Regions from separate parts of the Anas platyrhynchos genome. Here regions 2 and 3 are each linked to region 1. Evidence: chromatin contacts called from public Hi-C data. All regions are on one chromosome and are shown on one strand. The core of a region is the stretch at or near the end of the contact, and the rest is flanking DNA. Distances in the headings are between cores, read along the strand shown. Region 1 holds the start of EPS8 (EGFR pathway substrate 8, signaling adaptor). Region 2 overlaps EPS8 (EGFR pathway substrate 8, signaling adaptor). Region 3 overlaps EPS8 (EGFR pathway substrate 8, signaling adaptor).

Region 1 (2,700 bases), core at 182-2,681:
AGAATGGACTGAACAGCCGAGAAGGCAGCCGGCAGGGCAGAGCACCAAAGCAACACGGGCACGCACCGCAGGATTATCCCACCCGACAGCTGCTCCTCGCCACCCACCACCAACACACGCCACCTCGGGAAAAAAACACCTTAGACTCCGGAAAAATGGGCGAGCGGCGGGGAGAGCCGGGCTGGCCACCTGGGAGGAGGTGAGGAGGGAGGTGGCGGAGCTCGGGGGCACGGCCGGAGACCCTCCCCGGGGGACAAGGTGCGCGCAGGTGGCACCCCGCCGGGGGAAAGCGCCCGTGAGCATCTCCACGGGGACCCCCGCAGGTGTACGCGGGGAAGGGCTGCGGCCGAGGCTCCGTCCCCTGCTCCCAAAGCGTTGTCCTGAGCTCGCCCGGGGGACTCGGGGGCAGTTTCCCACTGAGGAGGACGGGCGGCAGCAGCAGCCCCAGCGGCACCTGGAGGAGGCTGGGGCAAGCGCCCCGCACCTCGCTCGCCATGTTACGAGCCCAGAATAAAGAGGGTTGGGGCAGAAGAAAAGAGAGGGGGCAGAATAAAGAGGGGTGGGGGGCGCCGACGCCGGGGCCAAGGCAATCCCCTCCCCGCCAGACCCTTACCTTCCGCGGGCGCCTTCCTCCCGCTCGAGGCGACGCGGCGGCCGGTGGGGGGATCCGGGAGGGATTCGGGGGAGATCCAGGAGGGATCCGGGGGGGATCCGGGGTGCTCCCCGCCGCCGCCGGCCGGGGGCAGGGGCGGCAGGCGCGGACAAAGTGCCCGAGCGGCGCGGGGAGGGCGCCGGGCAGCGGGAGCAGCCGCGCAGCGGAGCGGAGCGGAGCGATGCCGAGCTCCCTCTGCCGGCCCGCCGCCCCGCCCCGGCCCCGGCCACGGCCCCAGCCCCGGTCCCGGCCCCGGTCCCGGCCCCGGTCCCAGCCCCCGGCCGGGGCGGGCCCGCGGAGCCCGGCGGTGGCGGTGCGCGGCCGCCCGCCGAGCCCCTGCTGCTCCGTCGCCCTGTCGAGGTTTGCTGGTCAGTTGCAAAACGCCGGTGTACTTTACTTAGAGCACCTCCCCGCAGCCGGGATGAGAGTTGCTTAAAACGATCTAAAGCATTTACCGAAAAAAAAAAAAAAAAAAAGCCACGCACAAAACCTACCCAGACTCCAAAGCAAAATCCCCGAAGATGTAGGTGTCTCTAAACCGACTGTAGAACGAGTCGGCTACACGAACAAAAGTCTCCTGTCCTCAATGGAAATCCCGGATGAAATCTCCCAGCTGTTTATGTTGTTTCCATCTGGCACCGCATCGCTCCCAGCCCTGACAATTTGCATGTGTCTTTCGCTCTGCATGGGGGAATAGTCCCGTGCACAGGTACTCCTGGTGTGCTGACAGGTAGCCAAAGCCCTGACACTACGTTGGTGCCACGTTCATGACTTTTATAATGAGCCATTTGCACCACTATGATCAGGCTAGTCCTTAAGAATGTCAATTTTCACTGATTTCACTTCCAAGTAACTTTCTGTCTTTTGTGACTCCATAGAGAAGCTAGAAAACTAATTTTTCGGCTGCATCAAACACACAAACAAAAGAATGACCCCCCCTTCAGGTAGCATATAAAATAGCTAACCTAGTTTTTTGAGGTTCAGTTCCTGGTTTTTGATACCGTGAAACTGGCTTGCAAGGCTTAAAAACCTGTTTAGTTATGTTCCCAGGTCTGCTTCCAGGTTTCTCCAAGATCCCTCACAAAGAGCAAAATTAAGAAGTCCAGTCTCTGAAGGTCTGAACCATCCATACAGCCATTTGCAGGATTGAGGCACGGTTATTGAAACATAGCAACAGGTCCTTTATGCTGCAATGTTTCTCTGATTGCCAGCCCTCCTCAAAAAAAAACACACGGAAGAAGTATAAACTAGTGAAAGAGCATCTGCTTTCTACAATTTCCACTTAGTTCCAAGAAATGAGACTTGGCAGGTCCTTGGATTTTATAACACTCCATGACTCATTTGCAGAGGCAGGTGAAGTCAGAGCCATCACTGCCAGAGTCATGCCCCTGACAGCTTCTCCAGCAAAGACAACGTTTTTCCCAAACACTTTCTCAAAAAGGCGAAAGGAAAATATTTCTCGGCTACTGTTTGCAGTGGTTTGGTTGCTGATACTCTTCTAAAGCAATGCTAGCTCATGCTTGACCTGGGGCTGTTTGGCAAATCTTCCTGAGAATAAGACCTGAGTGCTGCATACTGTGTTATTTCACCAGGCTCCTGGGCAGGTTCAGAGACAAAGGCAGTGGGCAGCACGCAAGCATGAGGCTTACTGCAGGCTCCAATGAACCAGGTAAGAGACAGTAACCAGAGCCTGCGGATCAGGCAGGAGAGGTGGGGCCTCAGCCCGCAGTTGTTTGGGAGTTCACCTCAACCCAGCTTCAAAAAACCTAGGAGAAAAAGCAAAGCAGTTCAGCCAGCTTCTCCTTCCTAGCTCTGAACTCCAAAAGCCCCTCGTAGCACTGGGTCTTCTCCTGATGGCTCTGTCCCTGCTACTTTTTCTGGTCCAGAGGGCTCTCCAGGAAGCAGGAAAGAGAAAAAAGAACTTCAGTGAAGTTATGGGGGTGGGGAGGGAGGATTGAAGCAGCTTTCGTGCACCTAAACAGGGAATGAGTGCATAGATACCCTCCACTTATCTTGATAACAGGAAGTCTGTTTCCAACAGACCTTCA
Region 2 (2,700 bases), core at 64-2,563, 64 kb before region 1:
AGGATTACAGAAGGTAGAGATGGAGAAGGAAGGCGAATTCAGCCCTTTTCCTGTGACCAGACCCCTCCCCTGGGCACAAGCCTTGACTGCTCTCCAGTTCAACTGCTGGAGCAGCTCCTCTTGAAAATCTAGTACCCAAAGGAAAGAAAGTGCATCTGATGCACAGGAGGGTCCTCTGAGGGCACAACCACCACCTGCTCTTGCTCACACAACCCTGCAGCACCTGCACCCATCAGGTCCTCTTCTACCCTGTAAAAATTGTGATAGAGAAACGTTAATTGAATCACACCTGATAGTGCAAGGCGTTTGCAGGGGCCCTTGGTTTGGATTCTCATACCTGGCTAAAGAAAAGGTGCACAGGGTTTGCAGTGACAGCCTTGAGTCATGCTAATATCAACACTCATTTGGGGAAATACCAAGTGCTTCTGCTCTAGGAATGGGGAAAAAGTGCATGCATTTTTAGGCTCAAATCAGGGCATCTGCAGGAAAATTTCAAATCCAGCCCTGCTGTCCCCATCTTCCTCATTCTGCCTTTTCCCAGTCAAGAACACAAACAGCTCAGTTTGGAAGAATTCCTCAGAATATTCACATGCCTCCATGAAGAACATATGAGAAAATTATCAACTGTGGGGAGGGAGGGTGTCCATTAACATACAGACAGACAAAAACAACAGTGTCCTAACGTCTTCTCCAGCTGCCCAGATCAACTGGTGAGCTCCAGGGGCTCCTTGGCCAGGCTTTGGACTGCTTAGCAGATGGCTGCTCCTCAGCATGCACAGAGCATCCCCTCTCCTGCACGAACACTTTCACGGCAGCTTGAAGCAGAGGCACCAGTTTGCCAGGCACCACTCTCTTCCTCCAGCTTGGTGCAATCTAGAAGCTCAAGCAACACTAAACATCCGTTTTGCTTTTAATCATTAGCAGATGCAGCCATGCAGCTGCAATGCACATGACCAGAGGGCTCTGGTCTGTGACCAGGAAAGGACAAAGTGATCTGGCAGCACTCTGCCAGCGGCATCAATGGCCCTCCTTTCGAACTTCTGGTATACATCACACAGCCTCTTCGTTCTCTGCAGTTAAATCAAACGCACTAAACTCCAGCAGATTTCACTTTCTTTGAGTGGTTACCAAGCAAGTCTTTAAATTGCCCTCTATATATAATAATAAGGATGCTCTAATGAGGGCTTTTTCAGGAGGAGATGAGAAGCTTCTGGATGTGCTCATGAAATGGAAGAGCGTACAGTGTAGGGTCATGTACTTTGCACTTCCCTTATGTTAGGCTGTTATTATCTAGCTCTCCTTGTCATGCTCTAGTGCACTCCAAAGCAGGATGATACACATGATGCAGAAAACTAGGCACAAGTGATATACAAGCTACTGCCAAACTGACTGCAAATGCTTTTCCAGAGATGATTTTCCAAACTTTCCAAGCTGAGGCAAGGAACGGAATAAATCTCTCATTCCTAACTCACGCTATTGGCCTGAGCACAGGGTGCTTCATTAACCAGAAATGGCTTTTGGACACCCCCTGCTCAGGAGCAGAGGGCTAGGAGGGGTGGAGGCAGAAGCCACAGCTCCAAATTCATGCATTTTCATTCCTCTATAAAAGAGAAAAGATTGCACAGAACTTGAGGAATTTGGGATATATTTCAAGCCACAAGGCAACTGTAAGCAGTAAAATGTGGTTTTGAGTATTTGTATATTATCTAGAGAGAAATGCATTTCTACACTGTATTTTTTAATAATATATTTTGCCTTCTGTCCATATCCCACAAAAATAAACTTAGTTGTGTTGCTCTCCCCAAGCCTACAAAGATGGGAAGAGGAAAAAATCTCACTTCTTCTCTTTTCTTTTTCTTTTTTTTTTTTTTTTAATCCCTGGCTTGCTGTACACAGAAGATAAACACTTGAAAGTTGATTGCTAATATAAGAAATACTTGAAGCCACAGCTCAATATTTCAAATTAAAATAAAAGTAGAAAAAGGAGGTCCATAATGTTACCAAAATTACTGAAAACCCTGTTAGAAGACAAGTTGACATTTCAGAACTTTTTAGAAGTGGGATGCAACAGGTAAAGTCACAACACATTTCTAAGACAGACACTGCCTGGAAACTGAAATAATTTTTCAGTCAGCTACAAGATATGCTAAGATATGAATTAGAAGTGTAAAAAAAGTGTAAAAGAGCTTCATGCGATGCAAAACAGTCTCTCTCCCAATGAAGCTACAGTTTCACTTCTCAACCTCTACCCTCTTTCCAGAGAGGGGAAAGGAAATGAAGAAGCCATAGATCAATCAATCAGCTTCCATCGGCCTTTTCTTAACACTGATTTTGAAAAAGATTCCAATTTCATAACAATCAAGGGACTCATACCAGGATGATTCTCAAAGAAAAACATGGCATGAGTAATATTTCTGTGCACAGTAGTGCAGTCAGCTGGATGTTTTTGTCATCTTTACGACTCACTTCCAAATACCTCAGAAAATAATTTATTTCACCACAATATGCTCATTCCCAGGATTAAATCCCACACTGGGTAATTTGAGCATTAATGGTCATGGATAGTTCTGCTCAGAACGCCCAAAATATTAGTCCTGCTTGATTTAAAAACCTAAATCAGAAGAAATGATTGGACTCTTTCAATACTCCAAACTAGCAGAGAAGCTTTAGAAGGGAAATTTACTCTTCTCAGAGACTTTC
Region 3 (2,700 bases), core at 35-2,534, 83 kb before region 1:
GCCTAGAGCATAAAACAGAAACGAAGAGTTCCTGTGCAAAGACTTCCCCTGATAATTGCATCAAAGATGTAATAAAAGTTATCAGCACTCCAGTTATGATAGTGAAAAGAAGGATAACAGTGAATCCTATCTTACCCTTCCGTAAGGAAACTGGAAAATGTCTATATAGTGTAAAAAGAGACAAAGCTCTGAAATTAGATAGCAATCCACATGGAGATGGACTAAGTGTCTCACAAACTACCCTACAAATCCTGATACAACTGTAAATTATTACCACACATTGACAAGCAGAAAACCACAATACGTAGTACTACTGTATATTTATGGTTGCATTGGACTGATTGCTGATACACCTTTAAGAATATATTGCAGCAGCTGGAGAAAACTGAGACTCAGAGCAAAGTGCAGAAGTTGTGATCTACACCTCCAAGGAGAAAGGTCAAAACTTGATTTAAAAACAAATGTCAGTATCAGAGGAGTAAACACTATCACTTTCAGAAACTCTCGCTATCATTCTCCCTGATGGCTACATGCAGCTAGCTATCAGAGAAGGTGTATTGTTTAGAAGTCAATTGTTAGTTTAATTCATTTGAGTATCAAATAACACAAGAATGTTACACGGCTGGCTTATTTTAACAGACCCCTATTACACTACATTTCTTACTCTGAATGAGGTATTTGAGTAATACAAAGATACACATGCAATTTCATTGCTAGCACCTAATCATGGCCATGGGAATATAAACACAATATATAAAACACCTGGTCTTTTCTGATGCAGTTACTTTCATAAAATCTTCCAATTCTGTACTGAATAACAGTCCAACGATTTGGAGTGAAACACTAGCTTATGACTGCTGGGAAAGGGGGCTGCTCCGCAATTTGTCACTCACTGGCAAACTCCCAGTGCAGCACTGGCTATTGGATCCAACCGATGCTACACGTCTCCCTGTGTGCTGAACAGCAGAAGACAGATGGAGAAGCTAATGCTAGAACAACAGATGACAGTATGAGCCAAAACCCATTTCAGATGGAGAGATGAGGAATTGAATAATGAAATAAAAACCCTAAGAATGTGTAGAGGGCATCCTTTCTCTTAGGTCAGGGAGACATTTATCATGCAAATAGAAAAGATTTCATTTCAGGCAGGAAATGCGTCAAAACAGAGATTATTTGACACAGGAAAAGGCAGTTGCAAACAAGTTTTTGCTATCAGGTAACCACATCAGAGATAGCAATGGCTGCAGTCTGTTTTTTAACCAAACTGTCTGTAACACAAATAAAACTCCAGCCTCTTTTCCCAATCAGCAGTGCAGTCAGCCTTCTTCCTGAAGCCTGAAGGACTGAATAATCATGAATGACCTTACCAAAATAAGCACTGGGACTCAACAGTTAAACTTCATGCCATGATGTATATATACACATATGTATATAGACAGATAGATAGATAGATAGATGTTTTAAGATCTTCACTGTGACTGGAAAAAATTGCATTCAAGATTTAGTGGTGACTTAGGAGCTCAGGTACCATTTCTACCTCTTGATATCCATGGATAGGTGCACTTTAGTCCAAATAACATTCAGAAAATGACTTCCAGAAAAGGAAGTTTGTCATGAACAAAATTTGCTGCTAGCATTACATTGCCACCTTTCATAAAACAAAACAAAACAAAAAAACACAATGTGGTCCATGTTATTTCCACTAAAACTAATTAGATATCTATAAGTGAATCTATTAAATACATAGGCTTGAAGTATTAACATAACTGGTATAGTTGCATGAAGTATACATATACATAAAAAAAAAAAGAGAGCCTTCAATCTGCTCATAGTCTTTCAGTCTCACAGGTCAAACAAAACACATACATTAGCTATTAAATATAAATTAATAATAAAATATTTTATATTTAACTGCTTCCCACTCCATTGGGACAGAATGCACAAAATTCCTAAGCATGACAAAGGAAAAAACATTGAAGACACATGACAGATGCAGCAGAATGGTAACACAATTCCTAAAAGTAATATATAAGTGCCTAGAATTTGAGGAAGGTTTTAGGTATTTTTCTTGTTTACTCCAGCTCATACAGTTGGTGATACTGACATACCTAGTTTATGTATATAAAACTGAGCAGAAGCAGTAAAATGTGCAAACCCCTCTCTAAAGGTTGTGAAAATGTATCTTTACTTGAATCTCCGGGATAACTGGATCTTCTACTTCATTCAGTTCTTGTCAATTGCTACTGCAATTTTTTGATCTATCTACTAGCAATGGCAGTAAAACAAAATTAACAACTCATTTTATAGTAGCCACCTGTAACGCAGTAGTTAAACAGCAAGTATTTTCAAATAATACTTGAATTCAATTATTTCAGAAGTAAAAGGCTGTTTACTGTTATATGTTTCAAATTTACTCACTTGTCCCCATATTCTACTTACATACAAATATTCCATGATGTTTGACATGAAAAACCTCATACAGGTATCATTTTAAAAGCCCACAAAGATTAAAGGACATGGCTAAAATACTTGCTACTACTGCCACATCATTCAAAACAGGCACTTTTGAAAAATGATTAGGATGATATAAAATGAAAATAGTGAAATGCATGCCAAAAAAATAATCTGCAGATGAAATAATCATCAGAATGTCTCTTGCTGGTTTCTGTTACCACCTACTCTTTCTGTCAGAACGCATAA

The links. A called contact is a pair of places that touch in the nucleus more often than the background predicts.
Region 2: a Hi-C map of skeletal muscle shows a contact between it and region 1, with 1.5 times the contacts expected there. The contact joins the enhancer-like site here to the promoter of EPS8 in region 1. A contact is called at or near these places in 2 of 8 Hi-C or Micro-C datasets (both in skeletal muscle).
Region 3: a Hi-C map of subcutaneous adipose tissue shows a contact between it and region 1, with 2.3 times the contacts expected there. The contact joins the enhancer-like site here to the promoter of EPS8 in region 1. A contact is called at or near these places in 3 of 8 Hi-C or Micro-C datasets (liver, skeletal muscle and subcutaneous adipose tissue).

Annotation. Positions count from the first base shown.
Region 1 is chr1:66,506,935-66,509,634 of IASCAAS_PekinDuck_T2T, forward strand. EPS8 (EGFR pathway substrate 8, signaling adaptor) reads right to left here and starts at 1,432. Exons shown (of 22, transcript XM_072040290.1): 1 at 1,147-1,432. LOC101803430 (a long non-coding RNA gene) reads left to right here. Exons shown (of 4, transcript XR_011810443.1): 1 at 1-199; 2 at 2,245-2,321; 3 at 2,694-2,700.
Region 2 is chr1:66,442,733-66,445,432 of IASCAAS_PekinDuck_T2T, forward strand. The region is part of intron 2 of EPS8 (EGFR pathway substrate 8, signaling adaptor); the gene reads right to left. Among named protein-coding and RNA genes, the nearest start is that of EPS8, 64 kb to the right of the region's middle. Within about 2 kb of position 1,314, at least 1 of the 8 cell types and tissues checked has an H3K27ac peak or open chromatin away from gene starts, as enhancers often do.
Region 3 is chr1:66,424,202-66,426,901 of IASCAAS_PekinDuck_T2T, forward strand. The region is part of intron 4 of EPS8 (EGFR pathway substrate 8, signaling adaptor); the gene reads right to left. Among named protein-coding and RNA genes, the nearest start is that of EPS8, 83 kb to the right of the region's middle. Within about 2 kb of position 1,285, at least 1 of the 8 cell types and tissues checked has an H3K27ac peak or open chromatin away from gene starts, as enhancers often do.